Regions from separate parts of the Hordeum vulgare genome. Here region 2 is linked to region 1. The links are chromatin contacts, called in public Hi-C maps. All regions are on one chromosome and are shown on one strand. The core of a region is the stretch at or near the end of the contact, and the rest is flanking DNA. Distances in the headings are between cores, read along the strand shown. Region 1 holds the start of LOC123445060 (beta-glucosidase 4). Region 2 holds the start of LOC123445064 (ribonuclease 2-like).

The links. A called contact is a pair of places that touch in the nucleus more often than the background predicts.
Region 2: a Hi-C map of leaf shows a contact between it and region 1, with 2.4 times the contacts expected there. The contact joins the promoter of LOC123445064 here to the promoter of LOC123445060 in region 1. A contact is called at or near these places in 3 of 6 Hi-C or Micro-C datasets (leaf and seedling) and 1 of 1 datasets of contacts at active chromatin or transcription factors (embryo).

Annotation. Positions count from the first base shown.
Region 1 is chr3H:559,834,453-559,838,355 of MorexV3_pseudomolecules_assembly, forward strand. It overlaps LOC123445060 (beta-glucosidase 4), which reads right to left and starts at 2,422. Exons shown (of 15, transcript XM_045121985.1): 1 at 2,085-2,422; 2 at 724-790; 3 at 585-643; 4 at 348-423; 5 at 118-192; 6 at 1-18. The coding sequence starts at 2,165.
Region 2 is chr3H:560,035,680-560,039,734 of MorexV3_pseudomolecules_assembly, forward strand. It overlaps LOC123445064 (ribonuclease 2-like), which reads left to right and starts at 2,178. Exons shown (of 9, transcript XM_045121990.1): 1 at 2,178-2,472; 2 at 2,650-2,678; 3 at 2,783-2,856; 4 at 3,032-3,133; 5 at 3,278-3,281; 6 at 3,416-3,507; 7 at 3,750-3,911. The coding sequence starts at 2,270.

The sequences.
Region 1 (3,903 bases), core at 1,172-3,671:
TTGCATAAGGCTGAATACCTGAAGTCAGGGCAGATGGGTGGTGAATTTTAACGCTTCAGATGGGTGGTGCATAACTAGATGAATAGTAACTTTGACATTAGGTATATCATGTGGCACCTTTCTCAATCATGAAATCTATAAGGTTGTTATAGAAAGCAACTCCTTGCTCATTGATCTCTGTCCCTAAGCCATCTGCAGAAACAGTAAACTTATAAACTCAGATGAGGTATGGAAGATAAATGATAATAATAAACAAGATGCACATATCGAGGGGGAAGCTGGAATTGCGGCGACACAATTTGGAGATGTATTAATATGTGAATCATGATCCACCAATTGAAATGTACCAGGAAATATCCGTGACCAAGATATGGAAAATCTATAAGCACCAAAACCCAACTTGGCCATGAGCTCAATGTCTTCCTGTACCCAAAGAGTTCACACAAGTAATTAGGGATCTAGGAAACAAGGTAAGATTGTACACACGTATGCATCAAGGAGACAATCTCTCTCAAGAAAGGCAAAGAAACACTTTATTTTACAAAAATATAATAGTAATGCGATAGCTATGACAATAACAACACCTTGTATCGATGGTAATGATCAACTGCAACCTCTCCAGAGGATCCGTCTAGGACACGTTCTGAAAAGGCATTTTGATGTCAAATCTAAGTTAAGTTGATATATTTGAAAAAACTAAAGTAGAATGCAGATGAGACAAACCTTTGTTATCTGTAAATACATCCCATATGCTATCGCCTTTGCCACCTTCATTTCTCCCCCCCTCGATCTAGATAGTAGAGGGGAAAAAACAAGAAGATTACTTCATGGTTATGATACATCTAGTTTTAGACAGAAGGAAGGAGGATAGATTCATAGATCACAGAAAACCTCCTTTTGTTTCTTTTACTTGGAACCAAGGAGAGAAAACTGGTGAAACCTAATTTTTTTCATCTAACTGACTAAACCTTCCACACAAAATTCTAACAGTATGATGATTATCTCTTTCCTCTTTAAAGTGGAAAACATCTGTTTCTTAGCTTTCCTGTGTAGTTCTTTCTGTTCACGTTTTTTGCTTTTGATTTGCTCTGTTATTTTGGTTTCCCTCAAAATTTGCTGCTCTGTTTTATTATGTTTTGCTTCGCCTTTTGGCGGGCTGTACTCTTAACGCATTTTTTGTCGTTTCTTCTAATACAAAATGGTGTGTGTTTCGACACATGTCTGAGAAAAAATAAAAGCGGAGAACATTTACGGCAACATATGGATGGAAAATCCCCTATCCATATCTCCTTTCTCAATTCAATTAAGTTTCTCTGCCAGCAGGGGGGGGGGGGGGGGGGGGGTGGAGATCATTTCCTGTCAACCTTTCTTTCCCGTGTATATTCCTTCCTCTCCAATTAAATATATACCGCCTCCATCTACAAATAGTGCTCTACTTCTGAGTTCTGACTACTTTGTACATTCACAACTACTTTCCGATTCTCCATTCCATAGATAAATTTTAATAAAGATGACTGTATGCATCGATTGATGTAGAGGCCGGGGGTTTTAACCTCCTTCTCCCCAAAAAATAAAAAATCCTTAGATAAATTTCCCTAAGTATCAGTATTAAGTCTGTCCATGTATTGCCTCTGTATGTCTGCAGCCAAAGAATTTAATTTGTCGATCACTTCCCACTTGGCCACCTCCCTTTTTTGATCGAGATGAGATGGATTTGCTAGAGGGGAGGGCGTTTGGTTGAACCGCATAAAAATCAGATTTAGGAGCCGCATAAATTTGCTATACATCTATTTTTTTGGTAAAAGCGGTGTGGCTGTTGGTCAGTCACTGTCCTGCTTATTTTTTCAAAGACAAGTCGCCAACAGCAGGAAGCGAGCGCAACCAAGTGAAAGTACAGGGCGTCGTTGGCGTGGGCTACCGGACGAGGGCGACGCGTTGTCACAGCGTGGAAGCAGGAATCAGCAATCGGCGACCCACCGGCCACCGCCACCATTCACCAACCTAGCTAGACAGGGTAGTACTGTACTCTACTACTCCGTAGCTGCTAGCACTAGTATTAGTGCCGAGTGGCAGCCTGAACGGACCTGGTAGGCGGAGGTGGCGACGCCGAAGACGAAGCCCTCGGGGAAGTCGGCGCGGGTCACCTCGCCCGCCGTGCTCCCCATTCCCGGCGAGGGGGAGAGCGGAGCAGGCCTGGTGCTGAGCTTGAGGTGATCTCGATCCGGCGCGCCGCGAGCGTGGGTCGTGGGCGGGCGAGAATTTGGGGGGAGTCGGCTGATGGAGGCTCGAGTCCAGCCGAGTCGAGTCGCGTAGATATAGGGGGAGGGTGGGTGCGCCCGGCGAGCGAGAGAGCGGCCGCTGTCGCTCTGATGTCTCTGGGTGGCTCTCTGTCAACGGCGTCACGGTACGCGTGAAGAGGAGGCCTCTGCCGTCGGGTCGGGCCGGGCCGATCCGTCCGTGTCATTAGGATTGGCTGATCGGTTTGGATCTGGCTTCCACCTCCGACCCACCAACTCCATACGTGTCCAGTCAACCTGGAAGCAGTACTGGAACACTGTTCTCCATTTTGAGAAACTATAACACTATTTCGAGCTTGTGTTAGCACTTAGCGCATGTACCTTTAGGCCGGGCTTGGGATGGTTGTATTTCAATACGGGGTATTTAGTTTACATTTGTATTTTAAGCAGAGCCTTAAGCATCTTCAATGCTGATCCTTAAATTTTGACATACATCCAAACCGCTTAATCCACATGTATTTGGTCATCCAACACGTTTTTGTATCGATCCACGGGTCGGCTGTGAGGACCGGTTTCCAAATAAAATATCTTATTGGAAATCAATTATGAATGACACCAGTTTAGAAAAATATTTTTCACTGATAGATTCATCTTGATACAGAAACCATAAGTACTTAATATTAAACATAGTAGACCGGAGGTCCCTCCATAAATTATTACAACATGTCCATAGTCTCACAAGGATGGATATGTTATAGTGATCATGTGATAACTCTACTGCTTATAATAAAGTGGACACGTCACATCAGAGTGAAGTGACCTGGCAAGTACTACTACGCGCCAAGCGTTAGAGTCAGGCTTGACGATTTATTCGTGGCGGAAGCGGTGAAATAGTACAGCGGCGGACTCCATGATCGCAAGACCGACTAGGACTCCTCTAGGCGTCGGACTCGCTATCGAACTCTTCATCCATGAGGTCTTCTTCATCCATATATGGCCACATCAACAAGCGAGTGAGTACTTCAAAAAGTACTCGCAAACAGTTTGCATAAAAGATGAGGTGCATGCATCAATATTATTATGCATGGTTACATGTCATGGTTATCATAATAAGGATATTAATGGCAGTTAAGTTAGAGCAGATAAGTCGGGCGGTAATTCTCCCGAAATATCCAAACAGAAAATAAAATGCACCAATCGTGTATCTGAAGTGACGCCTCCAAAGGTTAGCAAGTAAACTAAATAATCACCATCGGGCGTCTAAGCAACACCGCATAAAGGGCTTAAAATAAAACAAGCCGCAATCGGACATCTTAGCGACACCACAAAGAGGGCATAAATACATAACAAGCCGCAGTTGGGCGTCTTAGCGACACCTCAGAGAGGGCATAAATAAATAACAAGCCACAGTCGGACGTCTTAGCGACACCACAAAAGGGTATAAATAATAAAGGATTATCCGGGTGGTACAACCAACCTTCAGGATATTCCGAATAACCACGTTACCATCAAGTTAATTTCCACACCACCGTCAGGCGTTCATAACCATTATTTATAAAACCAAACATGTGCTCCAGAGACCGACTCTAAGACCAACACTAGACGTGTCAACGAGCCGTCCTTGACCATGGACACGACTACTCGAACGGTTTTGACTCTGCAGATG
Region 2 (4,055 bases), core at 928-3,427, 200 kb after region 1:
ATGACTATGGCATAGTGAGTTCTGGCTCCTAGCTAACATACTGAATACAACAACGAAGCGGGTCTATCTTATTCCGATGCAACGATTTCATTGAATATTGTGATAGCATCTCTAATTTCAGCTTGCTATTCTCAGTGATATGCTTGCTCCTCTTGTATCTAACATCAAGAAAACTACCAAAAAATGGGTCCAAAGCATAAATATCACAAGTACCGCCGCACCCTGGGCCGTCACAAGGAAAACTATATCCAAATTTCTTTTTTATTAGGCATTAATTTGGAACGATGATGCATCAAAACAGCAAAAGCCCCACTTGTGACCCAAGTTAATTCATTTTTTAAATCCCCAATGAGATAAACATGAAATACATGCAAGATCATCATTAAAACCATCATACATTCTGACCATCGATGAACTAATCGGATTAACCAACCAAAGTTGGCCTCGGTCATTATGTATTGAACGAGGAAAAAGCCTCTGTAACGGTTGGTCGGTAGTAAAAAATCATTTAATTTATTTAAATAAAAATAAGACAATATAAGATATTACTCCCTCCGTTTCTAAATATAAGTATTTTTAAAAAAAATATTAGATGACTACATACAGAGTAAAATAAATAAATCTACACTCTAAAATATGTCTATATACATATGTATGTAGTCTCTTAGGGAAACATTTAGAAAGACTTATATTTAGGAAGGGAGGGAGTATATTATTGCTGGACAAAAATTGTTATTTGATTTGATACACTGTGATCCTTAACGTTGATGAATAAATAGAATAACGTGCATTTCACAAGTTTCCCGAAGCACATTTCAAGATGGAAACTGTTTAAAAACATCCGACTGATTTACTCGAGACGTAAGCCATATGTGTTGCTTGACACGCGTCCGCATCACGCTCACAAAGTGTTTTTACTAATTCCCTTCCCTTATATCGTAAGAATAATCACAACCACATGTCTTTCCCTTGCCCCCGCTTCGTCTCCTACCTTTACTCTTGCATCCCGATCCCTATGGCTTTCTCTCAGCTCCAACGGCTCGTCCTCCACGATGGTTCGCTGATGCAGGTTGGCGCTAGGGTTGCAGCCACACCTACGCAGGCTCACAACAGTCGTTGTTGGTGTAGGCGCAAGGCGAGCTAAGTGTCAACTATGTGGCAACTATGTTATGATGGGGATCATGCAGGGTCGTCGAAGATGCTCGTGGTTCAAGCGAGTGTCGGATGGTGCAATCAGGGGCTCGTCGGGGTTATGCATCACTTCCTTTACGGTGATGGCATCGTCGCGCTGCGGTGAAGCTTCGTTGGGCCTCTGTTGCTGTCATGGAGCATCACCGAGGGGACCACGGATGCTGCGATGGAGCATTGCCAGGGGGCTGTCAGCGCAGCAGTGAAACACCGCCGGAGCATTAGTGCTGCAAATGGGGCAGCTCCCTTGCTGCGATGGAGCATCGCCGAGTCCCATTGGCTATTGCTGTCATGGGCATCGTCGGGCCGCCGGGGACGCGCGGTGTTGTAATGGAGCATTGCCTCGGCCTCATGGTGTTGGATTGGACACATTTTGCATTGGAGCCTTGACGGAATGGGTGTCGTCCTGGTAACAGGCGATGACGCTTCAATGTTAAGGGTCATCAGTGCATTCACACTGCTGCAAGCTGGGCTGCAAGCGGCCGTCGAGATTTGCTGGCTGGGTGGTGGCGTGCTGCAAGCTCTTGCTGGGTGTGGTGGTGTGCACCGCGCGAGGCATGTGTGGGAACTGAGAAGGCATCGGTGTGCTACGGAGGAAAAGAGGAGGACGAAGCGGGGCGCTTCAGTGCCAAGAATGACCAGACGGTTCGCGACGATTAGATCTGACGGTGGAAAAGGTGACTTATTTCTGCGCCAAATCAATCGACTGATTTGTAGCAGCCACCTTTCAGAATATATCTATAGATCGACCCTATCGATTATTTAGCTTAGGTGTACTTCAGATTTTTGAACGGCAGAGCTACTAGTAGAAAACGGATTTTATCCCCTAGAAAACTGACTATATCTTGAATGACGAAAGCAGAACAGAGAATAGACGGAGAGGTACTCCTACCTGCTGGGACGGCGCTGGCCCCACTTGCCAGCGACACCATCTCCTTCCCCAACCGCGCCCATTATTAAAGCACCCGATGGCGTCTTGATTGTACTCTGTGTATGTACTACGCTCGGTTCTGAAACCACGACCCACCCAGCAGCCAGAGGGAAAGGGGGAGAAGGAGACACCGCGGCGGGCGGAGAGGCAATGGCGACGACGACGTGCCTGCTGGCGGCCTGGGCGCTGGTCGCCGCCGGACTGTTCGGCACGGGCCTCGCCCGGGCGTCCTTCGCCCCGGCCGCCGTCGGGAAGGAGCAGCGCGAGTTCGACTACTTCGCGCTGGCGCTGCAGTGGCCGGGCACCATCTGCTCCTCCACCCGCCACTGCTGCGCCGTCAACGGCTGCTGCCGGTACGTGCTACTGCTCCGCCCTCCCTCCCCCTCGTTCCCTCCCTCCACCGCCACCGCCCCATCGACCCCCGCGCGCGGTCCCGTTCGAGTTCGGCTCGGGTGGGGGTTTCTGGCGCTCCGGAGATTTGACTTGACCCGTGCTCGCGTAATCTGCTTTGCTTTGTTTCACCGCTGCAGGAAGGAGCCGCTCCACACGTTCACGATCCGTAAGTGCACGGCGCCCATCCTGCTCAATTTTGTGCTTTATCGGTTCCTGGTCGATGGATGTGAGTTCCTCACTGGCGTGGTTGGATTTTCGCTCATGGAACAGACGGGCTGTGGCCGGACTACGATGACGGGACTTGGCCGTCGTGCTGCCGCCGCACCAGTTTCGACATGGACAAGGTGCTAGCCGCAGGGACCTTGCTTACACTGATACGCGGCCGCTCTAGCTTCATTTAATCATGCACAAGTTCGATTCCATTCGTTACCGATACACGAAGATCGACTTGCACTCACTCCGTTTTCAGATTCTATTAATGATGCATGGTTCTGCCGTGTCTTGGTTGATTTGGTGTAGATAACGCCTCTGAAGCCCACGCTGGACAAGTACTGGCCGTCCCTCTACTGTTCGTCCTCTTCCACTTGTTTCAGTGGTAGGGGCCCCTTCTGGGCTCATGAGGTATAGTGTCACAACTGATGGATTCGACTCTAAAAATTATTCATCGATTGGAATTGTTACTAACCTTTTGTGCTGTTCCCTTACCTGTTGTTTTGCATAATGGCATTGTCCCTGCTTGATTGATCATTCGTGGATTGTCTTTAGTGGGGTAATGTTCTTCAATCCACTCGACTTAATGAACTGAAATATTGTTATAAGGGAGAGTTACTAGTTTTGATCCATCTGCACAAACATTGTCTCATTTCCATTGCTAAGTTTCCGTCGTTTTTAATTTTTTTACAGAGAAGCATGGAACATGCTCGGCCCCTGCTGTTCGGGAAGAATTACAGTACTTCAGCACTGCCCTTGATCTCTACTTCAAATATAACGTGACAGTAAGCATCTGGTCACTGACTCATTAGATGTAGCGCATTATTGTTATTTCTTGCAGGAATTATTGGTTTCTTTTGTTGGCTATAGCACCTGAACCTTTGTTATTTCAGTTAGCTTGGTTTCTGGATGAAGAAAACAAACTTAAAACCACTTGAATTGTAGTTCGTGTGAATTTGACTCATGCTAAACCGTGTCATAGAAATTTGTCTCTTTTGCATTGTTATAATTTGGTTTGGAATTGCAGGAAATGTTGGCGACTGGAGATATCCTGGTCTCCAACGGTAAAGAATATGCACTGAGTGATGTCATTGACACCATCAAGCATGCTTTTGGGGGCTCACCGCAGATCATCTGCAAGAAGGGCTCAGTTCAAGAACTAAGGTTATGCTTCACCAAAGATTTGAAGGTGAGTTATCTTTTCTGGGTCTCCTCAATTTTCATTTATATTTGCGGGGACAGAGCTTCGCTGATTTAGGAATGATGTCTCCGCACAGGGCGGATAGGTCTTAATTTTTGCAAAGGAGATCTATTAGTGTGATACTGATTACCG